Linked DNA regions of Rattus norvegicus: region 2 is linked to region 1. Evidence: chromatin contacts called from public Hi-C data. All regions are on one chromosome and are shown on one strand. Each heading gives the region's core, a stretch centred on a gene start, on an enhancer-like site or on the middle of the called end of the contact. The rest is flanking DNA. Distances are from core to core; before and after follow the strand shown.

Region 1 (4,014 bases), core at 290-2,789:
TTCTGTAACCCAGGCTGTCCTAGAGCTCACTGCATATCCCAGGCTACTTGTAAAAGTCTGATGATGCTCTGCCCTTTGACAATGTATATACTACTGGACCGATGTGACTGGCAAGTAGGACAGACTGTGGTGATGTAGGGCCTGGGACACAGAGAGCCACAGATAGGAACTAAGTTTATAAGAAAAGGATCTGCAAAGCGGCTGGCCGTGCGGGCTCAGCTCCGGTGTGGATATATAGAATGTGGCTGGAGAAAATGATTACTAATTATGGCTCGTTGCTCTTCCACTGAATGGAATATCACACTTACCCAATTTTAGTTCATAGTTGGAATATGTAATCTTCAGAAAAAACTAGTCATGTTCTTATCAGAAACTGAAACCCTAAACGGAAGACTTCATGATTGTTCTGTGTGAACTGCTGTCTCCTCCTCTCCAGAGCCTCTGCTCTACCTGACTCTCTCTCCTCTCAGCTTCCCTGCACTCCACCCACCTTCAGTAACTATTACTAAATGTTCAATAATTTTCAACCAGCTGACACATAAAGAATGAATGGATTGTTTCATTTTATGTTTCAACTCTGTAAATTTTAAATAGAAAAGAAATTCAATAACCTCTGACAAACTTCGCATATGTTAAAGGTTTTGTAGCATCTTCCTCCAATTTCTGGCTTTCTGTTGAATCAGTTGCTCTAGAAAGCAATTTCGCAGAATGCTGACGATTTCCTATGAGTGAGTGGTTGACAGGGCACAAGAAGAAAACTTGTCCCTGCTACTCCCCTACATTAGAAGTCTCCAGAAGTTTTCCATGACCTTTCTGTTGAACCTTCTTTAGTACCTCATTAAGTAGCCAAGAAAATTTAAGAGTTTGGAGAAATCTTATGTATAGCCTAATAACTTGTGAAAATATTAATAGATAATGACACGTTTGGACAGCTTTTGGAAGCAGGGCTAGCAAAATGAAAACTATAGACATCCTGTCACAAACAAAGCAAATCAATCCCAAACCATCTCCCCTTTCTTTTCTTCCACTTCAACTGCTCTCTGTGGGGATGGCAGCCTTTACCTACAGCCACTAAAATACTTTCTTCCAATCACTGTGAATGAGCATCACAGCTGGCAACCACAGGCAGCTTCAGATGCTTTTTCTAACCGAGTTCAAACCCCAGTAAGACCGGTTCTGTCTTGAAAGAGTCATCTTTGTATTAGCAAGAGTGAATCCTACCTTCCTTTGTGACCCTAAACCAAGAGTCTCGGCTTTCTATTATGCACGGCAGGTTCCACCAATAGATACTAAATTTCTCAGTGTCTTCATACCATCGTTACAAATATTAAAGCTTGTTATGGTTGAAGTGGCTTTTCTCCCTAGTCAAAAAGACATTTTTAAAAACTTTAGCTAGGTGCCAGCACTGAGTCAGGTCATGGAACAAAGGAATTCATAAAAAGGGCATCGCAAGCAAAAAGAGAAACTTGGAAGGTAGCCCAGAGGGCATGACGAAGTCTTTAGAATGGTTGGCAAACAGGGTTTAAATGAGAGGAAGGGTAAACAAGTTCAGATAAGTAAAAGCGGGGCTGGGTACAAAGACTGGAGTCCCAGAGGTGAGGAGAAAAAAACGAGACAGAAGTTATTTGATCAGTCCAAGTAACAAAGGGATTAGTGCCGGGCCCATGAGTGCCCCAGCACCTCGATGCAGCTCAGACAGTTACTCCCACACTAGTCTGGGACAACGAGCTGGAAAGAGATGGCCATCTTGTTTGGTGAGAGTATCTGATAGTATCGTCTGCAGAGCTGGACCACACGAAGCCTTCCTTCATACTTAGCAGAGGAGCCTGAACAGGAAGAGGCAAAGAAACATAAAAAGTAAGCGGACCGGATGTGACATTCAGCACGGGTCTGTGACATGCTCCAGGGCTAGGGCATGGATACTTGGACCCACCCACGAACTACTCAGCAAATATCCGGTGTTGCCAACCCCACTGTGTGTTCTCTTGGTGCTTTATCTGGAACATCAAAGGACCAATATTATCAATGGCACTTGGATTAAAATAGCAAGCATAGGTCTTGAACAGAGGCGCCATAACAGAGACTCTTGAATAGACGGCTGAAGGAAGACTCAGACCCAAGAGCTCTCGAAATAATGTTCAACTCTTTGATAAGGCAATACCGAAGGACAGACAAACTCTGTCTTTGGGTTTATCTGATAAGCAAAAATTAAAAGAGTGTAACAGCTGGTGGGCTAGAGAGGATTTAAGAGCATTTGCTGTTCTTGCAGAGGACTTCGGTTCCCAGTACCCATGTGGCCGCTCACAACTGTCTGTAGCTCCAGTTCAGAGAATCTGATCTCTGGTCTCTGTGGGTACTAAATACACAAGTGCACAGATATACATGCAAGCAAAACACCCACACGAATTAATTTTTAAAATGGGACAATGATAACTAAGATGGGAAAAGGGCCCTTGCATGGAGACAGACTTGATATAATCTTTCTCCACAGTAATTTGATGATGTGTTTCATAAGCAACTAAAATAAGTCCCTTCTTTGACTTGCCACATCTACTTCAAAGAAAGTTATTCTGAGAAAATCATGAGAAATGTGCACAAAACCAGTTTTAAACTATGATCATGTCAACATCGTAGCTGTGAAAAATTAAAAAATGACTCATGTATCTGACTATAAGACAGATGTAATGGTAGAATATTGACACAGTTTAACAATGTTCTTAACTATAATGCTAAATGGAATTGTAGATATACTGCAGTATTTACAGTGTGAGAACTTTTTTTTAGCACAAAAGTAGCACATTAAGCAAGTAGGGAAACAATATAATCAGAAAAGCATCTTTTGTTTTACCTCCTGTGATCCTTTCAAAAGTTACTGAACTAAGATCAGCAGCGCTGCCATGACCTCTCTCCTTATGTGTTGCTTATGGCTGGGTGATTTACTTGTCAAGTTTAGGTGACAAGGAACGAGGTTTCCCATAAGTGGTAGGTGGCCCATTGTTTACCTTACAATGGGAAGTGAGGAGACAGCCTGGGCCCCTGTGCAGCCAGCCCTCAGGAACTTAAAGTTGACAGTGCTGTCTCTGGCACCAGTCAGTGAGGTGAGAGTCCCAGGTCTGGGGTTCAGAGTTTCTCCTCTGCTTCTCCTTGTTTGCACCCATTTCCATGACTGGTTTCCTTCTCACACCATCTGTCTCTGCCCCTTAAGTAGCATTGCCGTCTCTATGTGGTACAGCTCAATGCTGCTCCTTGTGTTTCTCTCAGCCTCTTATCGCTTTAGCTAGTTTTAATTGTCATGGTTTCAAGACATGGTGTGGCATGCTTAAACTGATGTCGCTCACCAGAGTGGAGTGTATCAGCTGCATGGCGTTCTTGCTCCGGTTTAGCTCTTGAGTGAAGCACAACTTGCTAGTATGGTTCATTAAGTTCAGGAATGTCAAAAATTTGGGATCCTGTAACTCACAGCATAACAGTACAGCATAGCAATCATCCCACTTCTGTACCGATGTTTCCCAACACACCTTGGACTGCCTATGGTAGCCTTTAGTCTTAGGCAGATCCTCCTGACTGCATTAATTCTGTGGCTAGGCTATGTTTTGTGATGTTGATAAAGAGAATAGATAGAACAATTATTTTTTTTAAATTGCTATCATATTTTTATTATTTTGAGGGATGTTTGTGTATATGCCACGACATGTGTGGAGGTCAGAGGAAAACTTGCAGGAGCCTGTTCTCTACTTTAACCATGTAAGTTCCAGGGATGGAACTCAAGTCCTAAGTCTTGATGACGAGTGCCTTTAGCTGTTGAGCCATCTCAGCAGCCGCAGAATGATTTGAAACAAACCAAAACAAAAGGTTGGGACAATCAGGTGGCTCAGATATTTTCTTCTGGGCCAGATATTACTTTATTCTAGAAGAAAGAGCAGGAGGAGGAGGAGGAGAAGGAAGAGGAGGAGGAGGGGAGGAGGAGGAGGAAAGGAGAAGAGGAAGAGAAGGAGAAGGAAGAAGAAAAAAGGA
Region 2 (3,958 bases), core at 942-3,441, 57 kb after region 1:
TCCATTTACCACCCTCAGATTATTTTAAAAATCTTTTTGTGTATAAGTGTTTTGCCTGTTTGTGCACCACGTACATGCCTAGTATCCACAGAGGCCAGAAGAGGGCATCAGATCTTGAAGGACTGGAGTTACAGATGGTTGTGAGCCACCATGTGGTTGCTGGCAATAAAACCTGGGTCCTCTGGAAGAGCAGCCAGTGCTCTTAACCACTGAGCCATCTCTCCAGCCCCTTCAAAGATGATTTTTTTTTTTAAGTATGAAATTTCCCAGGAAAATTACAAAGCTAGTAAGGGGAAATGTGCCCGATCTTTCTGACAGCTATTCAAAACAAAAGGGGCGGCTTGGAGACATCAGAGTGCCTGGCCTAACATCGCTTCCTGGAGGTTCTCAGGTATAGCAAAGAGGTGGCAGTGGGCTTGAATTGGGGACCAGCTCATCCAGTAGCACCAAGGATTATTCTTTGCGGCTTGAGACATTCACTTAACGGTCCTTCTAATTACTGTTCACTGGGTGACTGGTTGCAGTCTTAGAAGTCAATTGCTTAATCCCCCACCCCCATCCAATAGGTGTCATTTCAAGTGTTATAGACTTTCTTAGGCCGTCTTTCACTATTACCTAGAGCCAGATAACTCTCGGTTCACTTCTCTGTGAGAAGAAAATTTAAGTTCAATTTTGCCAGAGTGTGAATAAAACATGTTCTACACAGGTTTTGTGTGTGTGTGTGTGTGTGTGTGTGTGTGTGTGTTTGTGTGTGTGTGTGTGTGTGTGTGTGTGTGTGTGTTGGTATTTATTTATTTATAAATGCTAACTGGAGCAGAGCAGGCATTCCATCAAAGCATGCAAGCGACTCCAGGAGACAAATCAGTGGGCACTGCTGCCCTGTAGTTTACAAGGGACTTGTCCCCGGTTCTGAAGAGTGCTGTCTCTAACTTCAGTGGTGGACGTCAGGTTAACCGGAGACCCCAGCACTGTGGCGTGCACACAGGCATCCGGTGTTTTCTTCCTCCTGGCCTCTATCCTAACCTGTGGGTGGTAATTGGGTTGGTGACCTGGGCCCAAGCTCAAAAAGAAGCCCAATTAAATAAAGCCTGGGACCTGGTTCTGATATGCTCTGGGTTGAGACTTACTGGGAAGGGGCAGAAACCCTCCGTCTGTTCTACAGGATGAGTTCTTCCCGATTTCTCATCCTGGGAAGAACAAATATTTCCTAAAATTTCAATGCTATGCGGATGAAAAGAAGAAAAAATAATTAGCAAGAGTGAACAAACAGGGGCTTGGGGGAGACTGTTCTTCCTGGCTATTGAGGCTCAGGAGTGGGTTGCCCAGGCCACCCAAAGTGGGCAGGGTAGGAAAGGTGGCCAATTCTGCAGAGAAGCTTGCCTACCCTCTCAAGGTAAGGCCCAGACCCTGCCTTCTGCAGCCCAAGTGCTCTACACCATTAAACACTGAAAGACAAGGGACAGAAAGGCAACTCCAATGACTTCAGGGTCGGAGGCTGCCAAGCACAAATAAGTGAAAAAGGCGGGCCTGTGCGTGAACCAAGAATCCCTGTGGAATTCCTCACAGGGAAGCCATTCCTCTCGTTCCACTTGTGGCACTGGAAACCAAACCCTGGTTTGCACTTACTGTAAGCCACATCTCAACCAGTTTCCGGGCTGGGTGTAGTGCACATCTTTGATCCCAATACTTGGGACACGGAGGCAGGTGGATGACAGTGAATTAAAGATTAGTCAGTCTATAGAGAGAGTTCCAGGGCAGCAGGAGTTACACAGTGAAAACCCTATCTCAATCAGTTTTCTCCACAGGGCATGGTGGCTTGGTTTACACACCTTTAATTTCACTGTACTGGAGGAGGATGGGGTGGAAGGATTGCCATCAGTTCAAAACCAGCCTGAGATACAGAGGGAGACTTCCTTCTCAAAAGGAAAAACTCTAAAATATAAAATAAGAATTAAAAAAAAAAAAAGAGGAAGCAATTTAAAAACAAGCAAACCCTGCCTTTCTCTAAACTGGCAAACTAGGAAACTAGTGGAGGGCTGGCGAGCCTGAGGCCTGGGCGCGGTGCACAACGACCCAGTCGGGGTCGGGGCGCGCGCCCGGCCCGCCCGGGGCGGCTCTAGGCAGAGGCCCGCCCCCGGGTGTCCCCTCGATAGGGCTCTCCAGCCCCTCCCTGGCCAGCGGAGCTGAGAGCGGGAGACCATGCTCGGTGTCCGGCGGGCCCTGCTGCTGCCGCCGCTGCAGCTCGCCCTGCTGGTGGCAGCGGGGACCGGGGCGCGCGTGAGCGCACCGCGGAGTCTGGCTTGGGGGCCTGGGCTGCACGCCGACGCCGTTCTGCCCGTGCGCTACTTCTTCCTGCAGTCGGTGGACTCGGACGGCCGGAACTTCACTAGCTCGCCACCAGGTCAGCGCCCGTCGCCGTCCCCGCGCGTCCCTGTCCACACGCGTGGCTATCTCCCCACTGTGGGTGTCGCCTTCTCTCCCCTCCTATCGGCGTCCCATCCCTCCTCCCCGACACCCACGGGGGCGGGAGATGCCACTGAGGACCGTTGGGTGATTAACTTCAAAGGCCGGGCCACGGGTTCCGCCCGGTGAAGGAGGTAAGGGTAGGTAGAGTAAATGGCGCCCGTGGGGTCCTGCGGAGCGCGGCGGTGCCGTCACGTGATGCAGATGGCCCTTCCTGGCTTGCAGGGCGCGCTTCCTCCCTGACTCAGCAGCCCACTCATCCCTTGGCGCTCCTAGGCCCGCAGTGCAGAACACGCGAATCTGTGGAACCTTATAGAAACGGGAAGGGAAGGGCTTGTCCTGAATCTCAGCAGGGTCCTCCTCCCACATCTGACTGTTTCTCTGGACTTGTCCAGCTGGTTTCTAGTTGTCGCCAGGCAGGATTTGCTAAGTTGTGTCTAAATTTAAGGCTGCTCCCAACTGGCGTCCTGTTTTGCCTGCAAAGAGGCGGAGAAATCCATGGCGTCCTCCACAGAGCAAACGGGAATTTCATGTTCTTGGAGGTCACTGTGTATTTGGTAGTCCTGGAGTGAAAAGAGGATGGCAGCGTCTGCCTGTCAGAAAACTTAGACTCTACTGAGAAAATAGATAATGCAACCCGCCTATCAGGGCAGAGCGCGGTTGGTTGCCACAGTTGGATTTCTGCAGCTTGGTGTAAACATTGAAGAACTGCCAATAGGCCCAGGGAAGTCTGGGAAGCTTCAGGAGTGTGGGTTTGGAAAGGGGTTTCTAGACTGACTCGTAGCCCTGCAAAAGCAGAGGGTGTGAGGGTCAAGTGTTCAGAACAGGAGCCTGTGGAACATGGTTCGGATTTAAACCCTATCACAGTGCCTCTGCAATTCTGTAATACATAAATGAACCCAGACATGCACTCCTGTGGTTACAGCAAGAGTAAGGATTTTCCCTCCTAATTTTAAGTTTTTCCCCAAATATAATTTCCTGCAAAGATTATGTGTGTGTGTGTGTGTGTGTGTGTGTGTGTGTGTGTGTGTGTGTGTGTACCACTTGTGAGCTGGTGCCCATAGAGACTAAAAGAGGGCACTCACTGGCTCTGTTATAGCTAGAGTTCTAGACACTTATGAGCTGCCTAATATAGTTGCTGAGAACATGTGTCCCCTGGAAGAGTAGGGAGCACTCTTAACCACCAAGCCATCTCTCTAGCCCAATACATCATAATGTTTTTATAACAAGAAAAAAAAATCCTAAAAAAGAAATTGCAGTGCATGAGTGGATCCGGAGTGTCCATGGCAGAAAGTCAGACATATTTGGAGGATTACATAGTCCTAGGGCGTATCACTGATCTGATGGGATGCTCTAGTTGGTAATGTTGGGTAGGTGCTTTCCCTCTAACTGCAGAGAGCTTCTGTAAGCTTCCTAAATGGCCACTGAAAGGAAAAGTATCAGCTTGGGACCCCAAGACCAAGTTCTCAGCACAAAGGGGATTTATTTGCCCCAG

The links. Hi-C and Micro-C count contacts between places; a contact is called where the count stands out from the background.
Region 2: a contact with region 1 is called in a Hi-C map of liver, with 3 times the contacts expected there. The contact joins the promoter of Poglut3 here to the enhancer-like site in region 1. A contact is called at or near these places in 8 of 12 Hi-C or Micro-C datasets (the A7r5 cell line, the Rat2 cell line, Schwann cells and 4 more).

What each region holds. Positions count from the first base shown.
Region 1 is chr8:62,615,197-62,619,210 of GRCr8, forward strand. The region is part of intron 1 of Exph5 (exophilin 5); the gene reads left to right. Among named protein-coding and RNA genes, the nearest start is that of Exph5, 22 kb to the left of the region's middle. Within about 2 kb of position 1,540, at least 7 of the 93 cell types and tissues checked have an H3K27ac peak or open chromatin away from gene starts, as enhancers often do. A contact at or near this core is called in liver, where this site is marked.
Region 2 is chr8:62,671,798-62,675,755 of GRCr8, forward strand. It overlaps Poglut3 (protein O-glucosyltransferase 3), which reads left to right and starts at 2,192. Exons shown (of 8, transcript NM_001025123.3): 1 at 2,192-2,401. The coding sequence starts at 2,200.